Linked DNA regions of Mus musculus: region 2 is linked to region 1. The links are chromatin contacts, called in public HiChIP or PLAC-seq maps. All regions are on one chromosome and are shown on one strand. The core of a region is the stretch at or near the end of the contact, and the rest is flanking DNA. Distances in the headings are between cores, read along the strand shown.

Region 1 (4,702 bases), core at 1,160-3,659:
CCTCCTGACCACTGTCTAAATTTGCCCAGGAGGCTGTGTTATCCAAACTCAGTCTCTAGTGGCTTCTCCTGGCCCTTAACATGAAGACCAACTGAATCTGTATGCTCTTCCACTCAGCTTTTGGGGCCTACTCCTCTCTCTGACTCTGCCCTCCTCCAGCCTCAGTGCTCCCTGCCTTGGGGCTGTGCTGCCTCAAGTTCTGAGGTATGCAGGCCCCTCCCTTCCTCATTCCCCTCTCACTCCTTTCTTATCCTTTAGGTCTAGCTGGCACTTTCTTAGCAGAGAGGGTCCTGTTACCTTGTGTAGACTCCTCTGCCTGCACACAGGGACCCCTGCTTCCTTCCTTCCCGTGAGCTCTAAATACTCACTCTGTAACCTGACTCATAATTTCTGTCTGCTCTTTTAGAAGGTGTGAACTCCTAACTCCCCCCACCACACACACACACACGTGATGGGGGCCCAAGCCTCCCATCCAAGGGCTGCTGGGGAACGAGTCCAGCCTCCAGGTGTGAAGCCAGCATTTCCAGCTACTTAAACTCGGCTTTCAGTGGGATTCTGAATGGGAATGGAGGGTAGACATGGAGAAGGGATGGGTCAGACACAGGGATGCATCAGACGCGCACACGCACCCTGGAAGATCCTCCTGGCTGCATGAGGACACTTCTGAGAGAGCATGCAAACTTCAGTTGACCCATCACCCTGCCCAAGGAAGCCAAGAGATTCTGAGGGCAATCCTTGGAGGAACAAGTGCTAGGGAGACTCACAATAAATGGGCTTTAAGAGGGCTAGGGAGCAAAGTGACATCTCTCAGCATGACCTTTGGTTTAACCATTATTTCATTGACCCTTTAACAGCCGTTCTGAGAGATCTGAAGCAGGCCCAGAAAAGCCTTGCAAGTTGCCTATAGTCACACAGCAAACAGGGGCTCAGTGCTCTGGCTCAGACACAAAGCCTCCCCTACAAGCATCAGTTCTTTCCAGCACTGTTAGGGTCTATTCACCAAGGATGGGACTCAGAAATCTGTCATGTACCTCCCAAGCAGCTTTATGGGGTGTGACTGGTGTACTTCCCTGGCCCAGGTGGTAGTAGTGAGGTACACGGGGCAGACGATGTGATGGACATGCGAACACTCCCTCATCAACCTTGGAAGTGACGTGAGGGGACATTCCCTTCCCCTTACCCATCAACAATAAGGAGCCCTGGCTCCTTTGTGGTGGTCTCTGCAGTTTCCGATGTCTAGGAAGCCTGGTGTACCTTTTGTCACATATTAGTCATTCCCAAAGGACCTTGTGTCTTTCTTTGCATGTGTCAATGTACCCAGTTAGCCCTGTTCTATTCTACACTGTACTCGAAGCTTGGGAATTCCGCTCTATCGCCCCATACCATTGCCAATTCCAAGAGCTTCACACCCAGATACTTTCAATGGCCCTGCCTCTTCCTGACTCCCAGGTGACAGCTGCTGATCCCCTCCCACCTCTTCTGGGGCTCACCTGTTGTAGTCCATGATTGTGTTGAGCCGGTGGGCGATGGTCAGTACGGTGCAGTCTTCAAACTGGGTACGGATGGTGCCCTGGATGAGGTCATCCGTCTCCAAGTCAATGGCAGCAGTGGCCTCGTCTAAAACCAGGACTCGGCTCTTCCGGAGCAGGGCTCGGGCTAGGCATACAAGCTGCCTCTGGCCAACACTGAGAAAGAAGGCAGGAGTTTTCAGCTAGGTGCCCAGGCTATCTTCCAGACTACCCTTCTTTACATGTCTGTCTCCACCCCTTCTCAGCAGCCCGGGACTGGTTGTCAATCTTTCCTGGTTCTGCCACAGTTCTCCAGGAACAGGGGCAAGGGCTTGTACCACAATGAGGCACCTGGAAGGCTAGAGCCAGAGCCAAACACTACTGTGCCGGCTCCATTGTAAATATTCTCAGGTCTCTTCTTCCTGTGCTTCCTTCCTGACTACTCTGCAGCTAGTACCACTGTGTGCCTTCAGTGCACAGTATCAGCCAATCACACTTTAGTAAGAATATATTGGGATTGCTCTTCCTGGATACATACAAGCCATTCATGCCCTCTTGCTAAAACTGCAATTACACCATCTGACGGCCATCCCCTACCCGCACAGGGAATAGAGACCTCGGGCTCTATTTGGGAGATGTGTAAGGGAAGAACCTGGGGACTCCCCATCTTTGTTCACTTCGACCCAGGAGAGCTGATCCTTATCTTCAACCTCTGGCCTTGAAAGCCAGAACCAGTAAGCAAAGCAAGGCTGTGTTCCCAACCAGAGGCTATAGCATTCCCCCCCCACACACACACACACACAAGGACAAATACCTCAACCCTTCCCAGAGGGGTGAGTCACAGCCAGAGTAAAGACCAGCCTCCCTCCCTGGCCTCTTCCCGCAACTAATGAAGGTTTTGGCAGCAGAATGAGCTGCCAGATAGAACTCAGGGCTGATTAATGGTGGACCTGGCAGAGAATACAGGTTATACTTAAAGTGACCGCAATCTCACTGAGGGAGAAGGAGGGACCATTTCATCTCTGATCCTGGTATAAAGGGCTACAGACACTCTGGGGAAGTGCTGGGGACCAGCAGACAGCCAAGAGCTCTAGAGACCGGGATTGAAGAGCCCCTCCTTGCCATCAGCCATATCCCTGTGTGCTTATGTAAGTAAAAGCCAGTAAAAGGTACACCTTTACCCTTACAGACCTTTTGGAGCAGGAGAGAAGGCGCTGTACTGGGGATTGAACCCAGACCTCACATTCACTCAGCAAGAGCTACATCTCCAGCCAAGGCTGGCCTTGAACTTTGAATTCTCTTAGGGCAACTAGTTGGGACTACAGGTGTGTGTCATCAGACCCGAACCACATGTTTTCGGTTGGAGAGAGCCTTGTGATGAAGCAAGGACAGTAATTGGGGACAAAAGTCTCACACTTCCCTGAGTCCCTTGCCCTGTCTCTGGCTGCCCATGCAATTTTGGGCAAGTAATTCCATTTCTATTTCCGGTCCATGGGGCAACAGTAAAGATTAAATGAGATGGTGAAGGCCACAGTACTTTGAATACTGCAAACATTAAGCACCGGTCAGGCGTGACCTTTTGTTTGTTTATTTCAAGTTTTGAAACATGAGTATGTGCTGCATATAAAGATGGGGAAAAAAAGGGTTAGGAATGTAGGTCACGGTAGAGTGTTTCTGAGCGTGTGCAAGGTCTTGGGTTCGACCCCAGCACCAAAAGGAAAAAGTAAGAAAAGGAGAGAGGGCAGAAAGAGGAGGGAACTTGGTGACACTTCACAGGAGCATATGTAGGCTAAATGCAGAAAAGACCCAAGACTGCTTCCTTCAAAGTGGAGCCACTGACTGGCCACAGCTGGCTCTTTCAGACTTGAATTTTAGCTACTCTGGACAATGCTGTGCTGAAAGTGGAAAATACAACCAGGTGTGGTATCTCATCTTAGGAGGCAGAGGCAGGGAGGGAGGGATGGAGAGGGGGGAGAGGGGGAGAGGGGGGGAGGGAGGGAGGGAGAGGGAGAGAGACAGAGAGAGAGAGACAGAGAGACAGAGACAGAGAGACAGAGGTAAGATCTCTCTGAGTTTTAGTCCAGCCTGGTCTACATAGCAAATTCTAGGACAGCCAGGGCTACTTACATAGAGAGATCTTATCTCAAAATAGAAACAAAAACAACAATAACAAAACAAAAAAAGAAAACAGAAAATACAGGATACTAAACTGAAAAAATGCAAAATGCAAAATACCCACAACAACTTCCTGTTTTGTTTTGTTTTGTTTTGAGACAAGGACGCATCATGTAGCCCAGGTTAGCTTTAAGTTCAAAGTCGTTTCCCTGTTTCAGCCTCCCAAGGTCTGGAATAATAAGCTCATATCACCTAATAGCTTTTATACTGATGGCACAGTGAATGTTAGTTTAGATACATTAGCCTAAATAAAATGTGCTGTTAGAATTGATTCCAGGGCCTGTTTAGTTAGGTCAGTGGTTTTCAACCTGTGAGTTGCAACCCCTTTGGGGGGGGTCACATATCAGTTATCCTTCATATCAGGTATTTACATTATGATTTATAATAACAAGTGTTTATGAAGTAGCAATAAAAAGATTGGGGGAGTCACCGCAATATGAGGAACTGTATTAAAGGGTGGTAGCGTTGGGAAGGTTGAGAGCCGCTGAGTCAGATGGTTCAGTGGATAAAGGTGTTTGCCACTGGGACTGATGGTCTGAATTTGATCCCCATAGCCCACATCTTAGAAGGCGAGAACCGGCTTCTGTAAGTCATCCTACACATAACTGTCACTAAATAAATACTTAAGATTTAAAAAAATATTTATTCTACTGGGTATGGTGGTGCATCCTAGAATTCTGAGTTCTAGGCTAGTCTGAACTACATTGTGAAACTGTCTCAAAAAAATAAGGTAAGCAAATTAAATTTTTAAAAGATGCATTTGTGTGTGTGTGTGTGTGTGTGTCTATGAGCTCCTGTGGAGGCCAGAAGAGGGCACTGGTCCCTTGAAGCTGGATTCTCAGGCAGTGATGAACCATCTGATGTGAGGGCTGAGAACAGACTCTGAGCCTCTGAAAGAGCAGGAGTGTTCTTAACCACTGAGCCAGCCCAAGTTAGTTAATCAACGCACCAGTGTATTCTTGTCTGTTTGCCTCTCTTGCTATCATCAGCATAACTAGTGTGTGTGTGTGTGTGTGTGT
Region 2 (4,702 bases), core at 1,509-4,008, 250 kb after region 1:
AGACCTGTGCTGAATATTTGAGAAACCTAAGATGGAGGCTTCTGCAGGGGAGAGTAGGGGACAAACCGGATACTTCGTTTGGAAGGATGAAAGCCAGCCAGGAAGGATGCAAATATGAGAGGAATGGAAAGAAGTTGGGCCAGATACTCAGAAAATATTTCTCTCCTTCTCTCTCTCTCTCTTGATAAATAGGTCTCTTCTGGACATAGTTTCTCTGAGGCCTGACACTGAAGCCCTCAGAGATCACAGGCCTGAGGGCAGTAAGTGACCTGCTTTGTTTACACAGAAAAATGCCAAAGATCACAAATGTTGGGGTTAGGGTAGTGGCTCAATCAGTAAAGCGACTGCGGTACAGTCAGAAGGAACTGAGTTCGGATCCCCAACTTTCTTTTCTTTTTCTTTTCTTTCTTTCTTTCTTTTCTTTTCTTTTTTTTTTTTTTTTTTTTTTTTCGAGACAGGATTTCTCTGTGTAGTCCTGGCTGTCCTGGAACTCACTTTGTAGACCAGGCTGGCCTCGAACTCAGAAATCTGCCTGCCTCTGCCTCCCGAGTGCTGGGATTAAAGGCATGCGCCACCACACCCAGCTGGATCCCCAACTTTCACACAAAAGCTTGGCACCATGGCTCAGCCACCTGTAACTTCTCAGTGCTAGGGGCTGGGGGACAGAGAAGAAAAAATCCCTAGAACTCACTGGCTAGCCATCCTAGCAGAATCAATGGGTCCCAGGCTCAGTACCCTACCTCAAAATGGTAAGGTAGAGAGAGATAAAGGAAAACACATTTATCAGTTGCCTTCACCTGCACTTAAAACACAAGTGAGGGCTGGAGAGATGGCTCAGCGGTTAAGAGCACCGACAGCTCTGCCAGAGGTCCTGAGTTCAAATCCCAGCAACCATATGGTGGCTCACAACCACCTATAATGGGATCCGATGCACTCTTTTGGTGTGTGTCTGAAGACAGCTGCAGTGTACTCATATTAAAAAACAAACAGCCGGGCGTGGTGGCGCACGCCTTTAATCCCAGCACTTGGGAGGCAGAGGAAGGTGGATTTCTGAGTTCAAGGCCAGCCTGGTCTACAGAGTGAGTTCCAGGACAGCCAGGGCTACACAGAGAAACTCTGTCTCGAAAAAACCTCCCCCAAAAGAAAGAAAGAAAAGAAAGAAAGAAGGAAAGAAAGAAAGAAAGGAAGGAAGGAAGGAAGGAAGGAAGGAAGGAAGGAAGGAAAAACAAAAACAAAAATCACATGTGCATGGAGCCATGAGCCCCTAGGTCTCCTCAGGAAAGAAGGCAGAGGGATGTTAAAGCACTTCACAGGAGCTGAACATGTACTAACATCAGTGTTAGAGTGCTAATTCACATACATACATACATACACACACACACACACACACACACACACACACACACACACACACACCAGTTTGTTTCTTAATTCTCAGAAGGCACTTAGCTCTCAGAACCTGAGAGTTCCAGCCAAAAAGACATCTTCCAACTTGTCCGTCCAACTTCTTCTCAGGGGGGCTGTCTTTTGATTGGGTGCACAGGGTTTATCTGTTTAGCCCCAACTGTCCTGGAATTTACTTCATAGGCCAAGCTGGCCTTGAACTCAGAAACCCTGGCTCTGCCTTAAAGGTACACACCACTACTCTCATCGGCCTTAGTAGTGTCTTTTAAACTTAGTAGTGTTTTCTGAGACATATTCCTCTTTCTGCCGTGCCTCCACTATTCCTTTCCAAGACCACAGCCTGCACAATAATACGGACAACAGGCTTAGTAGTTTGCCCTTCCGTGCGGTAGAGCAGGATAGGCGATGTGCATACCTACTGGACGCAGAGGATACCACCATTCACCTTGTTGCACAGCCAACTCTCCCAGCTTGGCCTTTCCCCAGCAAGCTCCTGCAGTCCCCTCCGTGTCTGGTCATATTAGATTTATTCAGCCAACTCTCTCCTGCCAACCCCTTTCCCAGATCTTGCACTGAAGACAGATGAAAAAATGGGCCCAGAAGTGGTAATGACTGAAAGGAGGAAGGAAGCCGGGCAGTGGTGGTACAGGTCTTTAGTCTCTGCACTCAGAAGGCAGAGTCAGGCAGATCTCTGTGATTTCAAGGCTAGCCTGGTGTACAGAGCGAGTTTCAGGACAACCACAGCTACAGAGAGAACCCTGCTCCAAAAAGTAGAGGAGGTGGTGGAGGAAAAGAAGGAAGGAAAAGAAAACAAAGGAAGGAAAGATCTGTTATACTCAGTGCCCTGTGGACCCCCAAACGGTCCCCACATTTTTCACGGGAGTTAATACAGCTGAGAGAATGCCCTAGCAGTATTCAGCTCTATTCCTCGGGTGTACTGTTAAAAAGCCTCCACTCCTGGCTCTGTGTACCACATGGGACGCATACAGAATTCTGAACTAGAATTTGAACTCAGCCTGGGACTCCTGTGGCTATGAGCAGCAGCCCCAGATCCCGGGCAGGCCTGGCTTTTCCCTTTGCCTAGGTGGTAGGGTAGTGTGTGTGAGGGCTACCCAGAGTGGGGTCAGCCCCTGCCAAGCACTGCAGAACTCCCAAGTTCCCTTCTCGGGACTGCCCAGCCCCCTCTCTTTTCGGAATGCTGCTCGGGGTACCTGAGAGCGCGGACACTCTGCAACTTCGAGTTCGGCCGAGGGCGAGAGAGCAGCGTCCGGGGGCCCCGCGCCCCCAGGCTCGCGATACACAGCCTCCCGAAGCGCAGCATCCCGTGATAGACAGCCATGGCTCGCTTCCGCCGCGGGTCCGGGCCGGGAGTAAACTTTGAAAGTGAACGAGGCGAGGGTAATTAAGAAGCGGACGGGGAGGCGGGAGGGTCGCTCTGCCTATGGGGTGAGGAGGACTGGGTCCCCGCGGGGCGGGGCGGGGCGGGGCGAGGAGAGGCCGGGAAGTGGCGACTCGGTCCTGGCCACCTTTGCGTGGGAACTGCAGCCCTTCAAGCCCGCCCTCGAAGTCCCGCCCTTGTCCCCCCTCCCCCTCCCGGGGCTCCCAAGACCGGCTCTGCAGCACAATACAGGGCCTTCCTGCAATCATCACTCTAACTTTGGAGGGCCTAAGAGTTTCATAAACGGGAAAACAATCAACAGTCTATATAGAGCCAGATGACAATGCCTGGACTGGTTGGTCCCACGTGCCCAGTAGGGCTTGGGTCACGTGGGGACTTCCTGGGTGCTGAGCTACAGGCCAAAGGAATCTGCCCCGAGTGCCCCTGAGGCCTGCCAACTGGAGCAGAGGGCCTCTGGGGAGAGGAAAGGTAGTTGGGACCTACCGCTCTGATGGGTAAACCCCTCTGTATTCGGAGACCTCCGGGGACCAAGGTGCTAGTCTGGCCAGAGGCTAAGAGTCAGCTTTACTTCGACCTTGCATCCTCCCCACGACTCTGAGAAGAGTACCAGGTAGACAAGATTAGGTGGCATCAGGGACGCGTCTGTTGTATCCTACCTTCCCTCTTTCTGCTCTAGCCTGAAGCCTTAAACACAATTTCCTCAGCTGCTCCCCTAGGCTCCAAAGGACCCTGACTTTGTGACTCAACCCTCTAGCTGTGCCCTTAGGAATGTATTCTAACGTCATCCAAGGAGGATGGGTGACAAGATCTACAAGAGGTGAGTGCTCAGGCTGTGCGCTGGGTGTCCAAAGATGAGTACACTAGTCCTCCACTTTCTAGCTCCTCGTTGTCCTGAACGATCTGGGAAAGAAGAGAAGAAAGGCCCCCGGCCGGGTGGCTTCCCTTCTCCTGACTTGGAATGAAGAAAGCCAGGCAGAGGAACAGTTGGCGGAGGGTGGAGGTTAGCCTGGTGAACCTTTGCCTTGATCTGGTTCAGCTGGGGTCATGACTAATACAGCTACTCCTTCTCTGATCTCCAGAGTGACCAGATATCTCTCTCTTTCTCTCCCTCTCCCTCTCCCTCTGACAGCTTTTTGGAAAGAATCTGTGTTCCGTTGGAGAACAAGTCAAGAGGAGAGACTTTGAAAAGCTGGGCTTGAAACGGCATGATGCCCTCCAAATCAAATGTATACAGTGGTTTCAGACAGCCAGGCCCAGGGAGTGAAGGGTGCTGACTGGTATCCCAAGTTCAGGAGCCAAGCCCTGCCTTGAAGGCTTGGTGGATGACCCTGGACAAATCGTTGATTCCTTCTAGATAAATAATTGTCCTGGCAAAGTGAAGGGTACATTCTGGTCCCCGGGACCCTTTCTCTTCCTGACTAGTCTCTGAGTGAGTCTTGGGGGGAAGGGAAGATAAGCCATTCTGCCTGTCCTATGGGCTAGCCTGGGGAAGCCTTTATCGCCTTCCCCTTGTTTCTCTGACTCAGAAATGGACTCATAGACCTGCATGATTCCAGCCAGGGCAATAAAGGTAGGAGAATCAGGAACTCAAAGTCATCTTCAGCTACACAGGGAGTCTGTGGCCACCCTAGGGAGAAAAAAAAGAGACAGACAGACAGACAGACAGACAGAGAAAGGGGCTCTAATGTCAACATGAAGTAGCTTTTTTTTTTTTTTTTTTTGAGACAGGGTCTCATATAGCTCAGGCTGACCTCATCTGTATAAATCTTAGCATGACCTTGAACTTTGATCCTCCTGCCTCCTTTTGTCTTCTGGAATTACAGACTTGCACCACTGTGGCCAATCTTATGTGATTTGTTCGTGCACACCATACGTGCACACAATGGAGATCAGAAGACA

Evidence for each region. HiChIP or PLAC-seq counts read pairs in DNA pulled down with a chosen protein or histone mark.
Region 2: a contact with region 1 is called in an HNF4G HiChIP or PLAC-seq map of pancreatic cancer cells. The contact joins the promoter of Acsf2 here to the enhancer-like site in region 1. A contact is called at or near these places in 22 of 39 promoter capture datasets (the 3T3-L1 cell line, 3T3-L1-derived adipocytes, the C10 cell line and 12 more) and 2 of 115 datasets of contacts at active chromatin or transcription factors (embryonic stem cells and pancreatic cancer cells).

The regions. Positions count from the first base shown.
Region 1 is chr11:94,344,457-94,349,158 of GRCm38.p6, forward strand. Abcc3 (ATP-binding cassette, sub-family C (CFTR/MRP), member 3) reads right to left here. Exons shown (of 31, transcript NM_001363187.1): 30 at 1,491-1,685. Among named protein-coding and RNA genes, the nearest start is that of Gm51871, 5.4 kb to the right of the region's middle. Within about 2 kb of position 2,410, at least 73 of the 459 cell types and tissues checked have an H3K27ac peak or open chromatin away from gene starts, as enhancers often do. A contact at or near this core is called in liver, pancreatic cancer cells and trophoblast stem cells, where this site is marked.
Region 2 is chr11:94,599,028-94,603,729 of GRCm38.p6, forward strand. Acsf2 (acyl-CoA synthetase family member 2) reads right to left here and starts at 2,759. Exons shown (of 16, transcript NM_153807.2): 1 at 2,616-2,759. The coding sequence starts at 2,743.